Linked DNA regions of Triticum aestivum: region 1 is linked to region 2. Evidence: chromatin contacts called from public Hi-C data. All regions are on one chromosome and are shown on one strand. The core of a region is the stretch at or near the end of the contact, and the rest is flanking DNA. Distances in the headings are between cores, read along the strand shown.

Region 1 (5,760 bases), core at 2,538-5,037, 190 kb after region 2:
GATTGCCTGTCCAACATGAAGATTCTAGCCGACGAGGAAGCTCTTCCACCCAACTGAGTTAAAGTGTGTGCGACCGTCCCTGATGGAGCCCCTCACGGTAAGGCGTATTCCAGCAGAGCCTTCTTCATCAGGCTTGATACCACAACTCTCAGATAGGCTCTTGGCAATTTCTGAATAATCAAAACATATCAATTAATAAGTAGCCTCACACATTCTACACTATCAGAAGACAGTACTACATTTCTACTAAGCATGAATCCTACTAATAAGTATATATGGATTCTACACTATTAACAGTTCTTTGGATTCTACACGAAGCATATATATCATCGGATTCGCTAAGCATATAGATCATCGGATTCACTAAGCATATATATCATCGGATTCACTAAGCATATATATCATCGGACTCTATGCTAAGTATAACAATAAAGCATATCATCAAATTACTATAGTAAATGCAACATACCATGACATGCCGATCAACCATGGTACTTGTCAGGCGGGTCACAAATGGCACCCGACGAAGTCAGCACGCGGCGGAATGATGTCCCATAGGTTGCACACCTCCTCCTCGCTCAACCTCATTCTTTGATCTACGATGGCTTCATCAAGTGGGTCGTCATCATCCTCATCATCTTCATCATTTTCCGCTTTGTTGACATAAATGATGGCCAGCTTGGGTCTTTCTGCTCTGAAGGAGAAGTTGATCAACTCACCACCGGTGATACGCATGTGGGTGATGAAACGGACCCATCCATCTCCTCCCACATGCGTCATATTTCATCCTTTCTCGACCTCCATAGTGTAGGGGCCCCCAGGAGCCTCAAAGGTCACAGAGTCTCCGGTCAGCTTGTTGAATTCCGACCTCACATTGCATGGGATGATCTGTGTACAAAAGGCAAAATGATATATACATGATGAATTAATGCCAATAACACTAAAAACAAAATAGTGGTTACTAGTTTCATATAATTTATTACCGCCGCATGAAGAAAACTAGACTGGAAGTAGATGCCGAACAGCGTGCCAGTTGCAAGGCTGCTGGCGCACCTTGACTTGCACCGTTGACATGGTGGTGGTGGTGGTGGTGGCGCCATTTCCCTAAAGCAATATGATTAAAGGATTAACGATCCAAAAAGTAAACATAAAGTTTTCAATACACATCAGGTTTTGAATAATATACACATCAGGTTCACATCATAGAGAATACACATCAGATTCACATGGCAAGCAGAATAACAACTAAATTGTAGTTCAGTTCAGACTAACCTATAGAGATCATGTAATCCAAACAGAGCCTGATAATAAGATAAATGGCATATTGCCATTATTGCGCAAGAAGACAAGCAAAAGTAGTTCAAAAACAGCCTAATTCTACATTATTAGTAGATAAAATACCATTTATTCACACATTAATCGAGGCAGCTATAAGGCAGCAATAAGATCATCAATAGATAAAATACCATTTATTTACACAAATATCAATTATGCATTATCTCTGCAAGCATGGCAAAGCAGAGCAATAACTCTTCCATCCTCATCAAGGCCAACTCCCAGCCCTGACACAAGGGTAAAAACACTTCCATCCTCATCAAGGACAACTAAACTAAGTAGATCCATCCAGGGAAACACTTTATCTATTCCCACATCCAAAAGTAGAACCAGCTTAGAATCTTTCAAAACAGCACGGCACAAGATTCACAAAACACAATAAGTAAACATCCATTCCACCTTTGGCATTAAAACTATAAAAGGCAAACACCCCCTTTTAGATCAAATACAACTCTCTATCTCTCTGTGTTTTCTTTTTCTGAAATTTACCAAAAATGGGCTCACTAACAACATCACATGGATAGCGATTTGGGTCGATCATTCCATTAACGGTCGGGTGCTGGTGGATCGATGCCGTCACCGGCTAACCTCCTCCTACTCCTAAAAGTTGTTGGTTGTAGTTGTCGTGACAGCAGCACCGACGAGCAGAGCTGAAGAAATCATCAACACACGCTGCCTCTCCAGTCCTGCATCAGCTTCACCCACGAGCAGAGCCGTACTAATAACTACCCCTTCACCGCTTTAATCTCCAACGACAAGGGTCGGCGTCAGCAAATGAACAACCACAGTTCGTTCGGCAAGGGCAACACAGTTCTTTCGATTTGGGTCGATTTGGATCCATCAGATACCCTGGCGAATTGTGGACCTAACTTGTCGCCCTCTCTGCCATTCTCCAGCTCCTTCCCCTTTCCCTTCTCCCTGGCCCTCTGCTTGCCCACCGCCGTCGCCCTGCTCTCCCGCTGTTACTCCTCCCGCCACGTGCTGTCCAGCAGCTCCCGCCGCCTCTTGTCCCTCTCCTGCAGCGCTCCCGCCGTCCAACAAAAAGCCTCTACTTCTCTCTCTACTCTCTCACGCGAGGAAACAAGCCTGCAAGAACACGTCGAGCGAACCAGACCCGTCGCATCGAAGCGCGGAGCCACCGTGCAATCCATAGATCCCTTTCCCCCACGCGAAATCCCAAAACATGGTGAGCTGCAGCGGCGAATCGATCGGAGCCTAGTGGTGGCGCGCGCAGGGAGGAGGAGATCAAGGGGGACTTACGGTGCTGGAGCGTCGGAGGAGGCGAGAGGCGACAGCGCGTGGTGGCGGCGCACAGCGCCGTCGGCGAGGGTGAGGTGGCCGGGGAGGAACCCTAACCACGGCGGCGGCGTCGGGCGGAGGGGATCGATGTTGATCCAGAGTGAGGGGGTGCAAGGGGAGACCGGCGCGCGGGCCGGTTTTCTTTTCCTCTAGTAGTAGCGCTGGGTAGAGGCCGGTGCTACTGCTAAGCCCACCAGCTGTAGCGCCCGTTCGAAACAAACGCTAGAGGTAAGTGGGCTACCGTTTTTGCCCTACGGCCCACGTAACAGCAACGCGGCCCAAACTAACAAACGTTGTTGTTATTAAGTAGTAGTAGCGTGTTTTGTACCAGGCGCCACTGGTAAATACTAGTAGCGTGGGTGCTTAAACAAGCGCTACTGGTAAACATCTATCTATAAGCATTTTCCTAGTAGTGATTGTCAAGATCAACACCGATGGTGCCATCGATTTCGCAGGTAACTGCAATGGCATGGGAGGTGTATCTCGTTCGGATGTGAAGTTCATGGGTGCTTAGTGTAAGCCCCACTTGGGCATTTTTGATCCACTGATAGCAGAAGCTCTTTCTATGCGGGATGGTGCGCTATTTGCGAAGCTACGCTGACTCACGCATGTGATCATGAAGGTGGGCTGTCTGGAGATGGTACGACTCTGGAATACTCGTCACAATTCACGTTTGGTTGTGGCTCCGCTGTTACTTGGAATTGAAGAGCTAGTTAGTGACTTTACTTTATTTGATGTTCAACATGTAAATCGATCAGCAAATATTTCAGCACACCTATGTGCAAAGTCTGCTCGTGCACTAAGTGTGACTGATATGACACTGCCAGCTTCCTAGTGACCAGCTTACTTGCTGATTGTCCTAGGAATGCTTTCGTTTGAATAAAGCTCTTTGAATTGTCTGAAAAAAAAATCCCAAGACGAGGAGGACCAATGCGTTATATAAAAAATACTGGCATGCCCCATGGCAACCGACCAAGCGACTTTCGGCGATTATCCCGGTTTTCCTAATCGCCGGACGCGGGGCCCGCCCGCGTGGGCGCACGAACGCTCCACGACGTGCGGGGAGCCATCTCCAACCTCCATTGCCCTGCCCGCACTACAACCAGCCAAGCTACCCATCCGACGGCGCTCCAGCGCACCGGCGAGCCGTGCCGGGCCGTCCGATGGCGGGCGTGGACCACCGATTGCTGTCGTTAATAATGGAACCATGGTGTGTGTGGGGTGGACTCGCGCGTTAGCCGTTGACGTAGCTTTTGGTACGGGCCAATGACGACGGTTATGGTGTTGATATTGGTACAGCGATCCAATCCAAGTGTTATCTTAACGTAAACTAAGATTAAACTTTGCATGTCAACGTCCATGGCCAGGGATTGCACTAAGTACTCGACTGTTTTTGCTTTACAAGGCGGTTTTGTTTGCAATTGAATTGATGATGGGTGGGTCCGCTGCCGGTTGTTGATCTCGACGGCTCTGCTCGCAGAAAATGATGTGAGATGTTGACATCGCAATTCTCAAGCGAAAATTCTTCTGTCCCAGTTTGTGTGTGTGACAAAAGCAGCAGAGGAAGAAAAGGAGATGCATCCGTGGTGGCCTGGCAGCACTGGCGTTCAGAACTCAGGCCTCTTTTGGTTCATAGGATAGGATTATCATAGGAATAGGAATCTTGTAGGAAATGAGATGACATGTATCTCAAATCCTATGAGTAGGAATAGGAAACAAGATGTCATTTGGTTGACACCAAAGGAATTTTTCCATTGAGTCTAGGCTCTTTTTTATTTTCCTATGAAATGTGGAGGATAGGAACCAATCTTATGTAGGAATAGGAATCCATTCCTATGAACCAAAGGGCTCTAAAGGAAAAAATCCTGTAAGAATCCCATCCTCTAGAATTCCTATGAAATTCCTCTAAACCAAAGGAGGCCTCATCCTAGGGCATGACCATATATCTCACCTACCCTTTTTTTAGAAACGTCTGTAATTTTATTCATACTCATAACAATTATAGGTACACTGATTTGGATCTAAGAAACAAAAAAAATACAAAGTAACTTCTATATCTAAGAATTACAATCAAATCTTTTGTAAACACCTTCTTCGCTGTATCAATCTCCGTTATAAAAAATACTTCAAAGACTTCGGTAAAGAGGCTACATTGGATTGGACCAACGATGTTGTGACTCTTTCACCCGCACGAACATTACCAATAATGATTTTTTTAAAGCGCCTTGAGTCGCCCATTCAGAAAGATGGGAAGCCTTGATCAATGAATGTACATGTGCCAGGGATGATCCTCTAGAAGTGCAGGCTGTCGGATCACAATATCTTCATCATGGTGTTGATGAAAGATTTCAACTTCACAAAGAATCAAACCAACACAAAAGGTTTGACACACCAGCATAAACTCTAGATCCAAATAATCGGATCTGCGAAGACAAAAAACTATCTAGCCTCATGGCACTGCCAAAAGAACGAGAGTAAATTTATTCTTACAAAAAACAATGATCACTAGACGATGAAAAAGAACATAGAACTCTTGAATATATCTCGCCTACTGTGATACTATTTTTCAGTCTGGCATCAACTATTTTCCCCGTGGAGGCATTGTTGGGCCGTCCAGATATGGGTTCCTGCGGGAGTGGTTTTTAGACACCTTTTTCTTTTCTTTATTATGTATGGTTTCTGTGTTGGTTCTTCATCGGTTTTTCTTGTAGTTTTTGTTTTTATGTGTTTCTTTAGCGGTTCTTTGGTTTTCATGGTTTTATCTTTTTATTTTGATTTTTGCGTCGGTTTTCAGTGATTGTTTTGGGTTTCGCTTTTTTTGTTTCTTTAACGGTTATCTTCAAAAATATTGGATTTTTTACTTTTTATATCCCTTTTCCTTTTTTCCTTTTATCAATACATGTAGTTTTTTCACACACATTATACATTTTTTATACACCATGAACATTTTCTTATACCCATTTAACATTTTTCAAATGCATGGTTAACATTTTTCAAACATATCTTTTGATGTCTACTATTTTTCATACACATCTGCACTTTTTTGTATACATTTGAAATATTTTTATACATATTTAGGAGAACTCACATACATGATTATCATCTTTCAACCACGTGTTTGCATAC
Region 2 (5,041 bases), core at 538-3,037:
ACTGCTAGACTGAACGTACCAACTGTGATATATGGCACACCAGAACCACGAATTCATGGCCAAGAGCGCGTTGATGTGCCATAATCCGGTGTATTCGTAGTATGTGGCATGAGTTTCTGGCCTAAGAGGCAGCTTGTAAGAAAGCAAGAGGAAAAACGATAGCCATCCATTAAACTGCACGAGAAGAGTCAGGGCAGATAGAGCTGCAGAAAGAGGTTCCTAGAAATGAAACAATAGCCAGTATGTAAGTAAGTGAACATGAGACAGAAAATGCTTTAACTGTGGTACTGATGAAGACATAAAGACTAACACGGAGCTAGAGGTACCTGAAACACAGAAGCACGTTTGAGAGGCCATTTGCCATGATACTTGACGGGCCCTAGCCCAAGCTCTTCCCTTTCCTGCTCTCTTTCCATCATACAATGGTATCGGCATTCGCTGTTGCAGTTCCACTCCTTCCACTGGAGGTACAATGGCTCGTGCGCGTACCATGCCTTGTCAGCGGGCTGGTCATCGGTCGGCACAACACAGTGTTTGATAGAATCCTCTTTCAGGGTGCCAGTCCTTTGACATTCTTCGAAGCAAGCTCTGGTAAAAAAAAACGCAAGGAAAACATGAGTAATTACTAGGATGCTGGTTGGTTGCTGGCCAAGTCTCAAACTGTATGAAGAAATCAGCGCATCTTCATCATCATAAAGCCAAATACAGCAGTGGTATGAAAAGACGGTACAGAGTAGTATTTCTTTGTCGTTGCTAATGTTCCTGAATTCGAAATTCTGAATATGACTGAATTCGAGATCTGAATTCAAGCATCCAATGGAGAGTTGGTAGACAGATTTCCAGGTCCAATGCTGGTGATGTTAACACGAGATCTGGCACGGCTGCGGATCACGCGAACCATAACACGGACGCACTGAACCGACAAGGTCGATGATATGGGCAGCAGTAAGCAAACATATGTCGCTGAAATTACTATATTGTTGGGCAAACACAACCGGACGGAGGGAAGTGGCACACAGTGCGGGCAAATCTTCCCATCCCAGCTCTAGGGAAGTACTACAAAACTAGTTGAAGTTGCAGTTCCCCAGAAACCACAGTAGTGCTAGTACTAGTACTGGTAGTATCAATGTTAATCAACCAATCAACAGCATGTGGTAGAAGATGGTAGCAGCAGCAGCAGCAGCAAGAAGGCGAGAGCCGCGTAGCGTACTATTAGCACGCAGCTCTGACAGTCGGCGAGACTGTTCCACGATACGCAATCGGCATCAGAGACGGGCAAGACCAAGGCACACGCAACTCAAGGAGCGGGAACCGCCCCCAACTGCCAAGGAGAGTAAACAGGCAAGGGCGGAATCTCGGGGAGGAAGGGAGTCCCACCTGTAGAGCGGATCGGCGTCGCCCTCGGAGGCGGAGGCGGAGGCGGCCAAGGCCGTGGCCGCCAGGCCGAGAAGCATCAGCAGCGGCGGCCCTCTCCTGCGGAGCCCCATCCCCCCTCCTCTCCGTCCGCGCGGCTCCGAATCGGGCGGGGCGGGGCGGGGAGGACTAGCAAGCAGCGGCAGCAGCTAGAGGGAGAGGGAGAGGGAGAGCGGGGCGGGGCGGAGATCCATTAATCCACGCGAGACGGAGTTCCGAGGGGGGAGGGGGAGATGGGGGTGATTGGTTGGCTGGCTGGCTGGCTGGCTGGATGGTTGATTGACTGGCGAGGAGAGGCGCGGTAGGGGTGGTCTCTCTGTGTTCCGCGTGTGTGGGGGGGAGCAAATCGACACGGAGGACGATTAGACGGAGGCCAGGCCGGACCACCGATGGATGGCAACAGGTTTTGTTCGGGATATTTACTTGAGTTTCCTTGCTCTCCCCCGCCCGCCCGCTCGCTGGCTGGCTGGCTTTGTGGATGGACGGACGTGCGTGCGCCGTGCGCCAGCCTTCTTGGTGTGTCAGGATTTGGTTTGGTTTGGCTGCTGGCGGTGATGGGGCGGGGGCGCCCACGAGACCGGCGAGGAGGTGGCGCAACATAAACAAACTCCTCTCCAGCTGACAAGCGCAGATCGAGGGGATCCCGCCCACGCTACGCCTTGCGTCTCCCTGTATTTCACATGGCCCTCCCTCCGTCCTTAGAGCAACTTCAAAGGACCGATCCATTTCATCCGCGGACCTCCGTTTGAGTCGGTATGGACAAAAGTGACGGCCCAACGCGCCGACCCAAAACCAAATCACGTCCGTGTCGTCCGTGCCGACGCATTTGCGGTCCAAATTTGCGCCCCAAATGCGTTGGCGCGGATGCCGAACGGACGCTTCGCGCGCTTTCCCGCTGTCCGCAGCGTCCCCACATGGCGGCCGTCCAACTACCCGCTGCCCACGCGGTCAGCTTAATTTATGACGACGGGCCCACGCGTCAGCGACGACGCTCGTCCTTTTTTAAGCCGACCGTGCAGCGGGGCCGTCCTCATCCATACTCGCCGTCCACATCTGCCCACCTTTGCTCCCTCGTCGCCGGCAAACCCTAGCCACCACAACCACAGCGAGATGGGCCTCTTCTCCGGCGCCAGCGGCAGCAAGGCCAAGGCAAGTCACCCGCCACCCCTTTCCCCTCCGAGTTCCTCCCACCTCCGTCGGCGCCTCGCCGACAGAGGCAGCGCGTCAACGTGCCAGTGCACCAGGCGGAGTGGCACTGGCAGAACCGCCAGCCTCTGTCGTATCCGGACGTGACGCTGCCGCACGACTGGCATCTGGATCCAGATAGGATCCCAGTGCCGGCGGCACCGCGGACGGCTCATGCTCACGCAGAGGAGGTGCGGCGCCGACGGGCGCTGCTGACGCCGGAGCAGCGCCTCGACAAGGCCTACGCAACCCACTCGCCCAACTGGGCAAGGTGGTTCGCCTTCGAGCACGAGGAGGCGAGGCGACGGGGCGTGCGCGAGGTCGACCGGAGGCCAACGCTGCTCGTCGTCCGCGAGGAGGACCAGGCGGCCCTTGCGGCCGTCTACCGGGAGAGCTAGGAGGACGAGCGGCGCAGGGCGGAGGCGGAAGAGGAGGCCCGCTACGAGGCGGAAAATGGCACAGGCCCTTGCCCTCTCTGCGGCGGGCGACAGCGTGGTGCTGCCGGTGACCCCGCCGTCCCCCATCAAGCCGGAGCCCGAACCCGAGCCCATCGCGCGTTTCTCCTGGAATGGAGTGGTGCGCGAGTGGGTGTCCGCGCCACCGGTTTGGCTGGGGGCGACGCCGGTGCAGGAGCAGGCGTACCTCGAGATGTGGCGCCAGCGCCGGCTGGCAGAGGAGCGCCGTCGCGGTGAGTACAAGGAGATGCTCGAGCGCGACCTCGAGGAGGAGCAGCGCGAGGCCTAGGAGGAGGCGCGCCAGGCCGCGGCTGCACAGGCGGCCGCACACCCCCCGCCCCGGCACTGCCTGCGCCGGCATAGCCCGACATGGCGGCGCTCTGGAACACGACGTTCGCTTGGGCCGGGCCGGCGCCGACGCTCATCGACCTCACGGACCCCGAGGACGACGACGCCTAGGGCAGCGCGCCGCCTCGTAGTTTAGGCTGTTTTTTTAAATGCAAATGTGTGGACGCGTGGACTCTCGCCGACCTTCGTGGCCGGCTTTAATGTTTAATTAATGTTGTTTCTCTTTTTTTAATATGCATGCGTTCATTTTTTTGGCGCCGTCAAAATGGGTATCGGCCAGCGTTGGGCGCAGGCGCCGACCCAAATGCCGAAGCGGGCATCCGTGCCCGTCTGGCCGACCCAAACGGACAAAAAGCGGACGAAATCACCGCCGTCCGTTTGGGTCGGCCTGTTGAAGTTGCTCTTAGAGCATCTATCTATAGCTAGACTTAGGCAAATCTAACCCCTCAAACACCCGCGGACGCTTCTGTGGGAATTGACCGAACTCCTTAAAAATGTAATCCATATCCGGACACCTCAATTACCATATCTCAAATCCATACAAAATCATGCAACTACGTCGACGCACATGCATCGTCCGGCTACTCCATCACAGTACACTAAACATGTCATCGGACTACCAAAATTTGGCATGTTTGGCTATGGTGGAGTTCATCCAGAGCCGCCCTTGTCGTCCTTCTCGCGGAAGTGCCGGTCGAAGACGCTGTACGGATCGAGCCGGATCTGCTCGTCGCCATCATTGCCCTCCTTCTCCTCCTTCGGTGGCAGTCCGACCATGACACAGACCGCCCGATTCTGCTCTCGGGCGAGGGCACGCGTGTTCCTCCGCTAACATTTCTTCACAATGCGCGCACAAATGGTTTCCTCCTCTGCGGCCGCCGCCATTTTCGTTGTGATATGGGTGTCGTTGGAACTTATCCTCTCCTTCCCACGGCGGGCCGCCCGTTCTCGGTGGGACTCATACTCTGCCCAACCGGTGATCAGGAAGGAGAGGTGTTTCGGCTGCCGGGACCACAAGGATCCAGCACTAGAGGAACCGAGCGCCCCGTGAGCCGACGCTATGGCGTCGCGGCGGACGGATCCGTCCGTCGGTCGGGTGCTGTCCTCCGGGGAGCGGCGGAGTGCAATGCGGACTGCCATTGCCTCCTCCGACCCACATGGGATGACACCCTAGTCGACAGATCCGAACTAGTTGGAGTCCGATTTGCTGCTCGCCACGCCGGAGACGAGTTTGGGAGGCGTAGGGGAGGGGAGCGAGTGGAGTGAAGTGGTTAGGGTTTGCTCCGGCGAGAGGATGGGGACGAATATAAGTGGGGTCGGATGGGCCAGCATGGGCCGGGTCCGACGTGGCGGGTGTGCCCGGGCGCCCCCATATCTGCCCCATATTTGGGCTGGATATGGGGGGTGCCGGTCAGCTCGGGCGTCTGAGGCCCGTTTGAGGTGTTTGTCTGGGTCAAAAAAACATGCCCAGTCAGTGATCTGGCGGCCCGCCCCAGCGTATGAGGCGGGTTTGAGAGGTCCGACTATAGATTCTCTTAGGCCTTGTACAATGCTATGTCCTTAGAAAAGTGCTTAAAAAATAAATCAGGTTTTTCTGAAGCACCAGTGTCTATTTCTAGAGGAGGGACGCCTAATTAAGC

The links. Hi-C and Micro-C count contacts between places; a contact is called where the count stands out from the background.
Region 1: a Hi-C map of leaf shows a contact between it and region 2, with 4 times the contacts expected there. The contact joins the enhancer-like site here to the promoter of LOC123105986 in region 2. A contact is called at or near these places in 1 of 5 Hi-C or Micro-C datasets (leaf) and 1 of 1 datasets of contacts at active chromatin or transcription factors (leaf).

What each region holds. Positions count from the first base shown.
Region 1 is chr5A:684,895,419-684,901,178 of IWGSC CS RefSeq v2.1, forward strand. No RefSeq gene overlaps it. Among protein-coding and RNA genes, the nearest start is that of LOC123105988, 4.4 kb to the right of the region's middle. Within about 2 kb of position 3,788, at least 5 of the 8 cell types and tissues checked have an H3K27ac peak or open chromatin away from gene starts, as enhancers often do. A contact at or near this core is called in leaf, where this site is marked.
Region 2 is chr5A:684,711,711-684,716,751 of IWGSC CS RefSeq v2.1, forward strand. LOC123105986 (post-GPI attachment to proteins factor 3) reads right to left here and starts at 1,788. Exons shown (of 5, transcript XM_044528178.1): 1 at 1,378-1,788; 2 at 327-588; 3 at 20-219. The coding sequence starts at 1,487.